Linked DNA regions of Mus musculus: region 1 is linked to region 2. The links are chromatin contacts, called in public Hi-C maps. All regions are on one chromosome and are shown on one strand. The core of a region is the stretch at or near the end of the contact, and the rest is flanking DNA. Distances in the headings are between cores, read along the strand shown.

Evidence for each region. A called contact is a pair of places that touch in the nucleus more often than the background predicts.
Region 1: a Hi-C map of LSK cells shows a contact between it and region 2, with 2.4 times the contacts expected there. The contact joins two enhancer-like sites. A contact is called at or near these places in 4 of 484 Hi-C or Micro-C datasets (LSK cells and embryonic stem cells).

Annotation. Positions count from the first base shown.
Region 1 is chr7:145,106,504-145,114,057 of GRCm38.p6, forward strand. No RefSeq gene overlaps it. Among named protein-coding and RNA genes, the nearest start is that of Gm46023, 41 kb to the left of the region's middle. Within about 2 kb of position 4,363, at least 288 of the 459 cell types and tissues checked have an H3K27ac peak or open chromatin away from gene starts, as enhancers often do. A contact at or near this core is called in LSK cells, where this site is marked.
Region 2 is chr7:144,775,823-144,783,021 of GRCm38.p6, forward strand. No RefSeq gene overlaps it. Among named protein-coding and RNA genes, the nearest start is that of Gm34964, 9.4 kb to the right of the region's middle. Within about 2 kb of position 2,154, at least 26 of the 459 cell types and tissues checked have an H3K27ac peak or open chromatin away from gene starts, as enhancers often do. A contact at or near this core is called in LSK cells, where this site is marked.

The DNA of each region.
Region 1 (7,554 bases), core at 3,113-5,612, 330 kb after region 2:
CTCCTATCCCAGAAAGCTATACCCTCTAACTATCTGTCTATCCTAGTTCCCTGCCTGAGGCAGGCCGAGTACCCCACACACTTGCAACTGGCCAAGGATATCCCAGGGATGTGGCCACAGCAGATGGACACTCTGAATGAAGGAATGTGTGGTAGGAAGTGACAGCTATGACTCACTGTGACTCAGCCCGGAGCCTGCCAGGGGCCTTCTGAGCAGCCGTTGGCAGCCCCTTAATTCATCCTCCTCGGCACAGAGCCTGAGTGCAGCTCTTTCATCCCTGCAGCTGCTGGTCTCTATCTCTCACCTGTAGAGATAATGGGATGCCCAGCAACATCCATCCTGTCTTGCTTTGTACCCTGACATTTGGCAAGTTGGGGGGGGGGAGGATGTCATGTGGTTCTAAGTTCTAGGACTGAGGGAGAAGTAACTTCTAAGAGCCTCTATCCATTTTCCTTAGAAACTCACCTCATCCTGCAAGCACTCATGCTCCTGACAGGGAAGCTGAGGCTGGAGCAGGGAGGGAGAGAGGTCTGGCCAAGATCAAGAAGCTGATAAGGCTAAACCAAAATCCAAGCCCATGTTCTAGCTAGGCTCCTCTGGCAGAGGACACAAGCTATGCACAACAAAACTCTGTCCTTAAGGTCCCTGGCTTCTCTTCCAGATTCATCTCACACAGCCAACATCCATGTTGGCGATGGCTCAAGTGCTAACTCTACTCTCTGCCACCATGTCATCCATCCCATCACCCATCTACTCACCCACACGTCCATCTATCCTTCTATCCATCCATCTGCCAGCCATCACCTACCAACCTACCTGTCCAGCCATCTGCCCATTGATCTATGCAGGGATCCAATACCCATCCATCCACTCACACATTTTCCATCTGCCGACTCATTCATATATCCACCTATTCATCCATCTCCCTATCCACCCACTTATTTATCTATCCATCCACCCATCCACTCATCGCTCCATATGACTAGCCATCTTCCATCTACCATTACCCATTAACCCACCCATCCATGTACCTATTCAGTCATCCATTCTTCCATCTATCCATCCAGCCTTCATCTAATCTCTTAGATGTTCCCTCATTCATTAACTTATTTACCCTTCCACATGTCCATTGGTCATCTATTTGTCTGTCCATCATTTTAGTAACTTAACAAGCCCAGGGACTTCTTTGCCTCTGGAGTCAACCATACTCTCCTGCCTCCTCTCCAGTCATCAGGCTGGCCCTGTTCCTTCCAGCCAACTGAGTGACTCAGACAAGAACAGCCTGTGACATTCCAGAGCTCATAGTCTCCAGGGCAGACAGAAGCTGCACCCAGAAGAGCTGAACCTATCCTTTCCCTCCCTGTCACCATTGTGACATTCTTGTCCTGCTGGTCTCTATCCTCATCTGTAGCAGAGGCAGGGGAGGCCCAATGACCACCATCATCCCACAGCTGGCTCAGGGAGAGCTGCTAACTGTGAAGGGGCCTGCCAGGTGGTAGGACAATGTACAGTGTTACTTCTGCACTGGACTCTTCCAGGGCTCTGGAACATTCTGTGGTTCTCCGCTTCAGGGGCTAAGGAATTCTTGCTTGGTCCTATGCTTTGAGATCCCATGATAAGGGGACAAGTCCAGAGGTGCAGCAGCTCGGCAATAATTGATGGCATTCTTCCTCTTACGTCTTTATAATTCTGGTGACATTCCATCTTGGTTGCAAATCAAAGGACCAGGCTTCCTGGGGTTGGCTGAGTCCCTACGAAGCTATGGCTGGTCTGGGAGGAAGTTGGGAGGTCACTAGGTATTAAGCCACCCTCCAGGCACCTGATGCCTGAACAAGACTTGCTTCCAGAGCCTCAGTTTCCCCAACTGCAGAGGCAGGAAGATTGCCCACTCACAGGGATAGAATGAGGTAGAAATGAAGCTCTCTATTGAAAATAACAGTGCAGAATTCATGACAGTAGTATCAGAAAAGAACAAAGTCTGTGGTGCCCATGAAACTGTCCCCATGTACCCACTGTGGTGGTGCCAAAGACAAGAGTCTCCATGATGACCCGTACCTTCTTCCGCATCCGTGGGAGTGGGGGTGGGGGTGGGGACAGTGCATGTGCATGCCTGCTGCATGACTGCAATGGCCACAGAGGCCAGAAGAGGGTTGCAGATCCCCTGGGGCTGGAATTATGGGAGACTGTAAACTGCCTTATGGTGGGAGATGGGATCCAAACTTGGTTCTCCGGGAACAGCACCAGTGCTCTTAATTGCTGAACCATCTCCCCAGCCTGTATTTTTCATTCTTAATTGCTATTCCCATCATTCTGTAGAATAAAAATGGCTCCCAGAAGCCCAAAGACCATGGTAGCCAGTAAAAACCTGCAAACACTGTTGGGAATGAAAGGGGCCAAGCCCAGGCCCAGCCAGAGAAGACCCCTGATGGCTCCTGTTCCTCTGAACTCCAGAGTCTGGGACAGAGAAAGATCTAGATCCAGGGTGTTTCTGAGATGCCCCTGAGGAGTCCAGGGCCACTTCTTCCCAGGGAAGGGCCAGGTGTGGGTTCAGTTGCAAATCCAGGGCTAAGACCATGCACTCCACCCCCCGTACACATACACGTCTACTCTGCATCTCTCAGATTAGCTAACGTACACTGTATTCTATTTCCTTCTAGCAGTATTTGTAAGAAAACCCCAGAGCCCTGCCAGCCTTGGCTAACCCTCCTGATAGGGGCAATCCAGGATGGCCCCAGGTCATGTGATCTCCTTTTCTCTGGCCCAGAGTCTGGAGGGGTAGGAGGACAAATGGAAGAACAAATGGAGGGGAACTTCAGTCCAGTTTCTCCTCCCAGGAGTGGCCTCTCTGCTGTCTCAGGGGCCCTGGGTGTCACTACCATAATGAGTGTTAACTCATCACAGCTTCATGCTGATTCTTGGACCACCATGACTGTGTTAAGGCTCCACCCCAGAGCTTCTGATTCTAGCATCTGGGCCATTCATCAAAGGACAGGAAAACAGAAAAGCCATCTCAATCAGGAGAGGCCTAAGCTGGTGGTAAGGAAAGCCCCATGGAGGTATGAGCATGTGAGGGGAGTTGCCGGAGGTGGGGAGGGGGTGTGTGGTGTGATGTGAGGAGATGACGGCCAAGGAAGAAGGGGGCAGGGGAGGCCAGGTAGAAGGTACTGGCACATGTAAAGGCTCAAATGCATGTGAAAGCCAGGAGTACTGAAGCCCTGAGGCCATCTAGGAGATGGGACGAGGGACTGTTGGGAGCTAGTAGGGAGAGGTGGGCTAGAGCTGGACCGGTGCAGGAGGAGCCAGGGCTCAGATGAGCATAGGTGCCTGGCTTTGGCCTGTAGTAAGTAGATGGTGGTGCAGACTTCCCTTGTTTCAGGACTGGCTTCCAGGGGCTCCCTGGACTAGGAATCAGGCGTTCCTGTCTGCCAGGGGATCAGCAGAAAGATAGACCACCCTTCCAAGGCCCTGGGGTCTTGGGGCTCTGGGGCCATCCTGGATTGCCCCTATCAGGAGGGTTAGCCAAGGCTGGCAGGGCTCTGGGGTTTTCTTACAAATACTGCTAGAAGGAAATAGAGCAGGAGGATGGCCATTCCAACTCAGTCTCCCGGCTCTGTGTGGGAGCCACAGCAGCCCCAAGCCCAGCCCTGAGACAACATGTGAGGCAGAGGTGGAAGGAAGAGACTGAAATTGCCTCTGGCCTACTAGAAGCACAAGATTGGGTCCCTTTTGCCCCAGGATCCTTCCATCACTCCTGATTGTTTCAAGCTTCCAGCTACTAGGAACAGGGCTGGGGCCTACGGAACCTCAGCAGGACATGGGACCAGTATGTGTATATGGATGTGTGTGTATGGATGGGCATCTGTGCATTTTAGGGGGAGGTGTGTTTCTCTGTCTGTCTATCTCTGTCGGATGTACATGCATGCACATCAGTGTGTGAAGTCAGAGGTCACTGTCAGGTGTCTTTTCTTTTGTGTGACACCTTATTTTTCCAGACAGGATCTTTCACTGACTTGGCTGACAGACTGTTAGTCAGCATGCTCCAGGGACCCTTCTGCCTTCACCCCTCTACCCTTGGCCCCCAGCTCACTGAATGGCTAGACCAGTTGCCCAGCAAGCTCCAGGGTCTGCCTATCTCTATCCCTCAAGGCCTGCCACTACCCACTGCTGGGAGTCTGAACAAAAGCCCTCACCTTGCAAGGCCAGCACTTAGCCCACTGAGAGCCTTCTCCCCAGCCCCTGTGGCCTTGGGGATTTTTGTGAATGAAACTTAAGCTGAGCTTCCTGCCGCTGGCCACGCCCTGCTGCTCTGCCTTGACCACTGTATAACCTCAGGGGAAAGACGGCAGAGGGAACTTCAAAACGAAAGTGTGAGTCACAGACAAGGGGGAAAAAAGGAAAAGGACATTCTTTAGTTTCCAGAGCCAGGGCTCCAGCAGTGGCTTGCAAATATGACCTGTTCATTGCATTGCTCCTGTGATCCCCTCCAGCCCCATGTGCACAGGGAAGAGCTGCCTACTCCCCATCTCTGTCTGGGACACTTGGCAGGGTGGCTAGGCGTCCTTGCGGCCAAGCACCGATAGGTAAGCAGTTAGTAAATAACTGCAATAAACCAGGTAAGAGCTGTGGCCTGGCCAGTAGGATCCCCCCCACCCGCATTGTGGGAGGCAACAGAAGCAGGGTCTTGGGTTGCTGTTGGCTTGGGTTGCAGGGCCAGCCAGGCTTTTCAGGCAGAACGCAACGCTGAACCTCCTAGGAGGAGACAGGACTTCGAGTGGAGCAGAGGGCAGGCAGCAGAAGAGTTGCAGATGGCTAAAAGAAAGTTCAGCAAGCCCACAACAAGGACTTGGATCAGGCAGGACACACATTGGGGAGGCCCATCAAGCCCGAGCCTGCCTTGTGAGCCCCCGGATTGTCAGGGCAGAGAGGAAAACTGCTGCGTGCTTTATAGACTTTGGGGAAGTCACAGGCTCCACTTGCTTGGGGGAGGCAGGAAACCCCCTCCACCCAGGCGTCTGCCAGAGCACCCGCAGGCTTCCTCTTGTCTCTGTCCCCCTCCCCAGCACCTCTTCCCCTGAACAGCTTCCCTCTCCTGGCCCTGCTGTCCCTTTAAAGGAACTTGAATCAGAGTTGAGAATGATGGTGACTCAGGGTGGAAGGGGTGGTCACTTGCACTGGCCAGTGGCCAGGACTGCAGCGCGAAAGGAAGCCGAGCAACCGCAGCTGCCTGTGTGTGCGCCCCTGAGAGGGGCAGAAACCACAGAACCCCGTTTGAGACTCCACCACGTTGGAACTTGTGTGATGAAGTTACCCCTCACAATGGGGGCATTCAGGGTCCACCCGCGCCTGCAGGGCTGGGGCCTGTTCCTCAGGCCAGCTGATGGTGATGTCATCTTCCGTTAGGAGGTTCTCCCCCCCCCCAACTCTGTTGACTAGGGACTTAAAAAAATGCACCAGGAAACTCAAGTGCAAGCCAGGACGGAAGCCTTGGTTTTATTTATAGTTGATAACTTGTGTCCGGCTTGCTCCACGGGATGCAGAGCCTGAGGATAAAGAGCCCACAGGGGCAGATGACAGAAGGATTCGTGTCCTGGGCTACTGTGCTGTCTAATAACAAGTATGAAACTTCATTCTGAGCTTCCCAGCAGCCAAAGCAAAGAGGGGACAGGGTTTTATAGTGTGATATCATAGAAAACCAGGCTGTGAATAGCTAAGGCCCTAGATTCTATTTTCTCATGGTCAGGACAGCCATGCATCCCTGCATAGCATCCAGCAGTGTCAAAAGCATGTTATAGGCCTGGCTAGGTGATGATGATTCTTCAGAGAGCAGGAGCCATACTTGCCTTCCTGTGCACATGACAGACATTACTAATGGATTGCAGCACTCTTTCCCCTAGCCAGCTTCTGCCTCAGAGCCCCAATTCTGCAGTTCTTCAGGGAACACTACCAAAGGCCAGCACAGAACTAGAGACTGCTGAGCTTGTGACCAGCTGAGAAAGTTCTGGGAGGGCCCAGATCTGGAACATTGCTAGCACCTGGCTCATGCCTATATATAGTAGATGCCAAGGGAAAAACTGTCAGTTAAAGACAGAAAGGGGAAGGAGCCAAGGTTGGTGGAGAACTCAGTATCATCCTGAGGGTGAGGCAAGGCTGTGCATGAGCTACACAGGAAGTTATCAGTGAGGACATGGATCTTGAAAAGAAACCCTGACAGAAGCTAGGAATGCAGTGGCCCAGTCTGGTCTGGCTTCCAGCTGCAAGTGCTAGCACTCCACAGGGCCCATGAATCTCATGAGGCTGGGACTGTGGGGGTCAGAGGTAGTCATAGCTGGGTCATGTGCCCATGACAATGGCTAGTCCTTATCAAGTACTTGCAGGTTCCACAGTCACGGGTGGCATGCAGCCTCTGCCCAGCTCTGACACTTTCTCCACAGCTCTCCATCTTCTCTTCCCCAGGCTCGCCTGAGGTGCACAGAAGCTGCACCCCAGAGCTTCACTCCCAGACCACGTGCAGTCCCCCAGGGCACCTCTCTGCATGGAGCTCAGTCCATCTTCTCCCTCTCCTCCATCTGAGACAGCTGTCACCTGTTGCTGTTACTGTGTGACCGCTGGCTTTCACACTAACTGGTGGCAGTGCTCAAGGGCTTCCCAGACTAGTGGGAGGAACACAGGCACACACCCAACAGTAGCTCTGTCCATAGCACTGACATGGGGATGTGAGGGAAATAAAGACTCTGGGAAGGTGTCTGCCTGGGGCACCCTGCCTTAGGCTCCAGATGGTAACCGATGAAGGCAGAGATAGTTTGAGCTAGGCAAGCCACCCTGACACCGTACCACAGCCAAGAGGCACACAGCTCAGCTGTTGGTGACTGCCTGTACTCTACCTGGTGTGAGCTGGCCGGCTGCAGGTACAGCACCCATGGGGCCAGGCTATAGAGATATAAGGTTAAGAGCAGTCAAGTGTGAAGGAGAGAGACCCTGTTTGGTTATCTGCTCTCTGCAAAGCCCTCACTTTTGTATGGGGTGGGTTGTGGGGCTTCAGGAAGAAGAAACCATGGGTGGGAAGGACTTCCTGGTGGGCGAGCATTCGTGATTTAATGCAGTTCTTGGTAGAAAGGGCTCCTTTCTGCAACCCTTCCTCTGGGGTTAAGCCAGGCAGAAGTCACAGTCAGGTGTATCAGGAGAGCTGGGAGAACTCAGGTCACAGAGGTTCCATTTATGAGCAATAACTCCCAGTGACCTTAGAACCCTAGAGGTGAGGGGCCATTCATCCATTCACTCACTCAGTCAGTCAGTCAGTCATTCACTCACACTGCACCTTCTGGCTTTAAAACAACCTTAGCCAGTGAGGGAACCTACTTTAGGGCTGCCCATACAGCCTGCGGGGCTACAACTGTTCCCATCACAGATGGTGAAGAGCTGCGGCCCTCAGGTCTCATATGGGTGTGCACGGCAATATGGGAGCTGGGTGGCATAGAAGCTGCAGGCAAAGCGGCGGGATGATGAGGGGGTCCTCCACCCCAGCCTCTTGTTCACCTTCTGGACAGCCATGGAGAC
Region 2 (7,199 bases), core at 904-3,403:
AGGGGAACCAACCTGCTGACCTTCACCTCAGCAGGGAGGGGATGCTGCCCGGGCAGCCTGGTGATGACACTGAGGGCCTGTCCAAGAGTCCTGGAGGAGTGTGTGCACAAGGAGCTATACTGCAAACCTGTGAGCCAGCATGAGTGTACATTGGGAGAAGGTGTGTGCTCACGCCAGAGCATGTAGAAAGGCAGGCTAGGAGGCCAGTCAGACACCCAGGGGGCCTGAACGCCACAGCACAGAGCCTCTGATATCTTTGCTGTGGTTTGAGCAGACACAGTCCCTGTGGCCAGGATGTTGTGGGGTCCCTTCTGGAGTTTTTGAGAACTAGGGAAGGGGCTGAGAACTGCCTGGCGGGCTCTGGGGAGTTGGCCTCTGGACTCTAGGCGGTGAGAAGACAGCTAGGTCCCCAGGGAAGCCAATGTGAGGGCCTGTGCTGCCCCCTGGTGGTGAAGCATGCCTATTCCATGCAGCTGCCCGTCAGGGACTGTTGGGTAAGTATTAAAGGGTATTAAAGGTGAGGCCTTCCTAGTGGGGTTTTGTGACCTGGGACAATAGTACAGGTCATCCCCCACTGAGGCAGGGCCTCTGCCTGGTCACAGTTTGTCCTGGTCACTTGCTAGATTTTAATCCATCCCTCCACTATGTCCTACAATTCTCCTCTTTACAGTTTAAAAGAAACTGTGACCCATGCAGGGCTGTCCCTAACATCCAGCATCCAAGAGCCACCCCATTCTTAAGCCACTTCTTGCAGTGCTTTATGCCCTGGGGGACCAGGAACCTCCTCTGGGGGTGAGGGGAAATGTGGAGGAGCCTGGGAAGGAACAGGGGCCACCAACTCCATTCAGCCTTCCTCTCCACAGAGAACATTATGCCTCTGGTACCACCAGAAGCCAAAATATATGATCTGCTTTGAAACACTGTGTGGAAGTAAGGCAAGAGCTGAGGACGAGGAAGTGTGGGCTCCCAGAAGAAGACAGCTCAGTGTAGGTAGGGTGGAACCTGGCTGGTGAACACTGGTCTTTTTAAAGACCAAAGAAAGACAGAAAGTGATGTAAGAGGAAGGCATGTCTAAGAGACAGTGCCAGCAAGGGTCATCGGAAGGCACCTCTGACTTTTAAGCTTGGACCAGCTGAAAAAAAATTCTAGGGCAAGTGTGGAAGCTCACATCAGAGGCAGGGAATCTCTGTGTGTTTAAGACTAGCCCTGTCTACAAAAGTGGATTATAGGTTCAGTTAGACTTTGTCTTATTTTTAAAAAAAGAAGAAGAAGAAGGAGAAGAAGAAGAAGAAGAAGGAGAAGGAGAAGGAGAAGGAGAAGGAGAAGGAGAAGGAGAAGGAGAAGGAGAAGGAGAAGGAGAAGGAGAAGGAGAAGAAGAAGAAGAAGAAGAAGAAGAAGAAGAAGAAGAAGAAGAAGAAGAAGAAGAAGAAGAAGAAGAAGAAGAAAAGGAGAAAGAGAGGAGAGAGAGAGAGAGGCATTTCAAGCAAATAGGCGCCCTGGGGAAGAAAAGAACCTGGCATATATTTATAAGGCATTTTTCTAAGAGCCCCCAGTGGAGTTGAGGATGTAGCATAGTTGTAGAATGTTCGCCTAGCATTCACAAAGTCCTGGGTTCAATTCTCAGCATTACACAAAGCAGGGATGGTGACATGGGCCGGTCATCCCATCACTTGGGAGGTAGAGGCAGGAGGGTCAGCTTGAGCTGCGTGCGTAGCAAGTTTAAGGCCATCCTGGACTTATGAGACCCAGAGCATGCAGAGGCCCAGGAGCGAGTGGGCTGGAGCAAGAGGGAGAAGGGAAGGGGGTGGGGGTGGGGGAAAGATCCAGATTCAGAGAAAGAGAAAAATGATGGGGAGGGTATGTGCTAGGGTAGAACCATAGATAGGTGACCCAGGGGGTTGAATGGAGGGAGATGGAGAATGGAGAGGATCTGACCTTGGGGCTGAGAGTCTCTGGAGTGCCACTGAGCATGACTGGATCTGGGTGGGGTGAGGTTCATGAATCATTTTTATTTGACTTTGCTGAAGTCCACCTCCCACTGAAATTCTCAAAAGAAACCACCATTTGCTCCTGAGGTCTGACACTTGACAGCCCCTGGCTGAGCTCATTCTGCTGGAACCAGTTTCTAAGATACTGGTATTTCAGCCAGCAAAACGGTTACTCTGGTAAAAGTGCTTGTGGCCAAGACTAACGTCCTGAATTCAGTCCCCGAACCCACAAGGTGGAGAAAGAGAAGTATTTCCTGCCAGCTGTCCTCTGGCTTCCACACTCACACGCCACTCACTCTCATACACACCACACACTCACACACACACACACACACACACACACACTCACACACACATCACACACTCTCACATGTACTCATTCAAACACACTCATACAGACTCACATGCTCACACACCCCACACATACTCATTCACATATGCATACTTACATTCACACTCTTACTCACATGCACACTTGCTCCCACAGACTCATGCTCTCTCTCTTTCTCTCTCTCTCTCTTACACACACACACACATTTTTTTAATGAGGCTGGAGAGATGGCTCAGCAGCTAACAACTCACACTGCTCCTGCAGAGGACCTGAATCTGGTTCCCAGTACCCACATAAAGCAGTTCGCCAACTGCCTTTAAGTTTAACAACTCAGGGCCTAATGACTTTGTCTGGCCTCCTCAGGCACCTACAAGCTGTGCATACATACACATAAAATAAAATAAATATTTTAAGTAAAAACAAACAAACAAAATATACTGCTATTTTTAAAGTGGTTTAGCACCATGTTAAAATGCAGTTTTGCTGTGCCTCTGGTACTTGAGCTCAGCCCTCACGTCTCTGCCCATCCCCAGCCAGCCATGCTCCCTAGTATAGCAGAGATGGGGCTAACTGCTTCACACACCCTGGCTGTTCCTGCCCTGCACTGGCCCTGGCGTCTCGATGGCTCCTTCCCTCTCTTCACACCACTAAACCTTCTGTCAGGGCTAGGCCAGGTTTGGGGAGGCACCATGGGCTGAGCTCAGGTTGTGGAAGACTTGAGAACTGAGGCCACATCAATGTCCCCAGGAAAAAGCCAGCTTCCCCGGGCCAGGAATGACATTGGGAAGTTCTCATGACTACCCTTACAGGGATGTGGCTTCTTATAGATGAGGAAACTGACGCACAGAAAGATGAATCAGTGCAGCCCTACCCCTGGGTGGTACCCTCCAACCTGAGGAGGATCGTGACCCACAGCCCTTTCCTCGAGGGGCAAGGCACCTCGGGTCACACACAGGCATTATCTACCCCTGATCTTTCTTACTCTCTTTTTGCTCATGTGTATGTGTTTGTTGTGTACATGAGTGTTCTTGTGTGTATATGCACATACATGTGTGTGCTCATGTACGTGAAGACCAGAGGTTGATACGGGCTTCTCCTTCAACAACTACCTTGTTACCAAGGCAAGGTATCTCTCTGTGAGCCTGGAGCTCAAAAATTTGCCTACTCTAGCTGGCCAGCTTGCTCCAGGATGCCCTGCTTCAGCCTCCCAGCTACTGGGATACAGATAGACCATCAAGTGTGCTTGGCTTTTCATGAGAATACAAAGGACACTGCCCTGGTCCTCACACTCACACAGCAAGTGCGTTGTTCCCTTAGCCACGTCTCCAGCACCTCTGTCTCTCTCTGTCTTTCAGCTGTCCTTTCTTTCTTTTCTTTTCTTTTTTTTGTTTGTTTGCTTGTTTGTTTTTGTTTTTCAAGACAGGGTTTCTCTGTGTAGCCCTGGCTGTCCTGGAACTCACTTTGTAGACCAGGCTGGCCTCGAACTCAGAAATCTACCTGCCTCTGCCTCCCAAGTGCTGGGATTAAAGGCGTGTGCTACCACCGCCCGCTATGTCCTTTCTTTTAATTTGTCTCAGTTGTTAGTTGTTTTGAGACATGCCTGACTCTATACCTCTGTGAGCTAGAACTCACTATGAAAGCCCAAGCTACCCTAAACTGGTGGCAGTCCTCCTGCCTGAGCTTCCCCGTATCAGGAGCGAGCTGCCTCTAATTCCACACTGTTCTGCAATCCCCACAGTCTGGGTGCAGTGACTTCCTGTGTTTGATTGACAGGTAATTCTTCCTCATTTGAGGGAATGGGAACTATGTTACCTCTGATTTCTCTGTCCCCAGCACCCAACACAAACCTGGCCTGTGTCCTCTGCTCAGCTGGTTTTCCCATGCTGAGGCAAATGAAGGGACATACAGGGGACACTCACACCCTGCTGTGTGATAGGACCTCTCAGCATTTCTGAAGAAGAAGGCTTTTACGACAGCAAACAATGTCTTAGTTATGGCTACCAACCACCTTTTTACTCTACCACCAGCTCTCCCATCTTCTTTCCCTTTTGCCTTGGCTACCAGGAAGCTCCCATCCTGTGTATAACCAAGGGCTGAGTTATCACCCCTGGCAGAGGAGCTATCGCTCCTCCCAGGTGGCTCTGCTCTCCTTCCTGACTTCCTTACCTGCTTTGGCTCTGCCACCTCTGGGGCAACTCCACGGGAAGGGAGGGGAAGGGAAGCCACACCCCCTCTCGTGATTGCCCACCTGGGCCTCCCCGTACCTCCAGGAGCCAGCTCCAGCCTCTGTCAAGGCCACGCAGATAAGATCAGAACAGATAAGGGCCCCATTGACCCCAGAGAAGGCAACAGGGCCTCGGGCTTTCCCCGCACTCTCCTGGCACCGGGCTTGCTTGGGAATAAAAATACCAGGTGTGGGTGGGTGTGAAACTCTGGAGAGACTTCCCAGCCTGGCACCACCTGGCCAGGACACCTCTCAGAGTTAAGGAGTGACAGGAAATTCCAGCCAGTCCCCACCCAGTGGGAGAGGTGGCCTTGGAAGCCCAAGCACGCTGGGTCCATCTATCTGCCCTTCTTTTTCAACATCTGCCAAGCCTCACTTTTTCTGTCTGTAAAGTGGGATGACCATATGCCCTGCAGCCCAGGCTCCTTGAGAGCCCACAGGAGGTGCTGTGAATGATGTGGTGTCTCTTTCTCTCTCTCACTCTCTCGCTCCCCCCAAACAACCCTGAACACTGTTCACACTGTGCCTTTCTCAACTGGTGACACTCAGTCCCTAGTGGGGGACTTCTGGGTCCAGGCTATCCAGCTTCTAGAAGAGACCATGCCAAGCTGATGGTGACAGTGAGGCGGCTTTTCTGCCAGGGAGCCCTTTGCTGGAGGGCAGTGACTTCTTACCTCCTCTGTCCCCACATAACCCCTGAGGCTTTGAAGGGCTTATTTCTCCTCAGTTCTGTTTTCTGCCTTCTGCCCTCAGGTCTTAACAGGAGGAGGAAAGCCCAAGCCTGAGTGGGCTCCCTCCTGCACCTGTCGCACGAGCCAATATTCCCACTCATACGGGAGCCCAGCTGCACTGTCCCCCAGCAATGCCCTCTACAGGTGTGGTGGTCCAGGCTCCGATGCAGAGAGGGGTACAGTTCAGATCCTGCCACCCAGCAGCTAACCCTATGGTTTTCCCTGCCCATGAATAATGCTACCCATGTCTTGTGGACCATAGGAATGGTCACAGTAACCATCCTCTACATGCAGGGAACAGATCATGGAAGCCCTGGTGTGGCCCCAGGCCTCCAGGCCTCCACTCTGTCCCTGTGTGTGGATCCAGGCCTGAGCCAAGAGAGCTGTGCACTTGCAGTTTCCAAGGATGACCTCCAGTGGGCAGTACAGACTCCCTTTCTCCCATACAGGGCTCCTTCCCTGCCCCAACCTGGAACTGGAGGATACCCCAGGGAAGGCCACCCACAGACTGGGATTTCCTTCCAGTTGGACCTCCCAGCTGCCGTCCACTGCTGAGGTTGCCTCACTGGTGGGACACCGGCGGACACCGGCGAGGTGATGAGGAACCAGGCTGGGTGGAGCCTGGAGCACAGAGGGCCTAACAAGTGGTCAAGGGAGGGAAACAGGGAGCCTTTCCTATTCAGTCCTGCCTAGAGCAGATGTGTGGCACCATGGAGGCACTAGAAAGGGGGTGGGGTGGCCTTGAAAGGAGGCCAAGATATCTGCTGTGCTCTCACTAAAGCTTGGAGCCTGTTTGAGCATGAGCTTCCCCTTCTGTACGGGACTTGGGGAGAGTCCAGAGGCTCTAGGTACCCCCAGCTGATTAGGGCATCTGCTGCTGGCCTTGAGATGCTGGGATCTACCCAGGAGGCTCATCTGGAGATGTGGTACAGGACTCAGCCAGCAACCACACAATGGCTCAGTCCACTGTAGCCCAGTCGTTTCTGTTACTATACAGGCCCATAGCAGGAAGGGCCAGACAGGGGTGTTGCAGTGACCATGGTCACTGATGGAGACACAGCCATCTCCCCGCTGTCCCCACAGCTCATGGGGCTGTGGATTGCAATGCAAGCCAGGCCTGCTTCATGATATACGTGGTGTGAGCTCCCTACCAGTGTGAGCTCCATCAGGTGTTAGCTACTACTGGCAAGAGACACAGCTGTGATGCCCACCCCAGGACTGGCCTGGCCTCAGTTTCCTATCTGGGAAGTATGAACTGGTGTCAGCCAGACTCTCTCTTCAGCAAGGTCCTGTTCTACTCTAGAGTTTGCAAGGACTCCCCAGTGCCCCATGGTGAGTGAGCTGGGCCTGGGGCTTCATAAAACCCCCTTGTCCTTCATGAACACACAGAGCATGCTCAGTGAAAATAGCTAGGGTTCTAGGAGGACATGGAGCTGGGATGCCAGCTGTTTGGACTCTGATCCAGGCTAAGGGCTGAGGAGGAAGGTGCTAGCCACACCCCAGAGCTAAGCCAGCACAATGCAGCTGGAAGCTTGCCTGGGTGTGTGCTGTGCCTACACATTCTGAGGAGGACTATCTCTTCCTCTGTTACCTATTGAGCACCGACTGTGTGCCAGGTATCATTGAGGATGATTAAGACCCAGGCTTAGCACTCACACAGGGTCCTAGCCCAGTCCATAGGGCCACTCTGCTATGCTCCCAGTGGGAGATATGACTCAAAATAGCAGTAAAAAGTCCAAGTGGTGACAGTATCTCTAGAAGGTATCAGGGCCCACCATCCAATCACCACAGGGTCCCACAGGGCTGTCTCTCTCTGCTCCTAAGTACAGCTACCTTCTCCTCCAGGTGCCATGTCAGAAGAAGGCTCAGCTACCAACCCTCTGCCAGAGCAGGGACATTGGGTGCCCTTCTAGGAGTTCCCTACC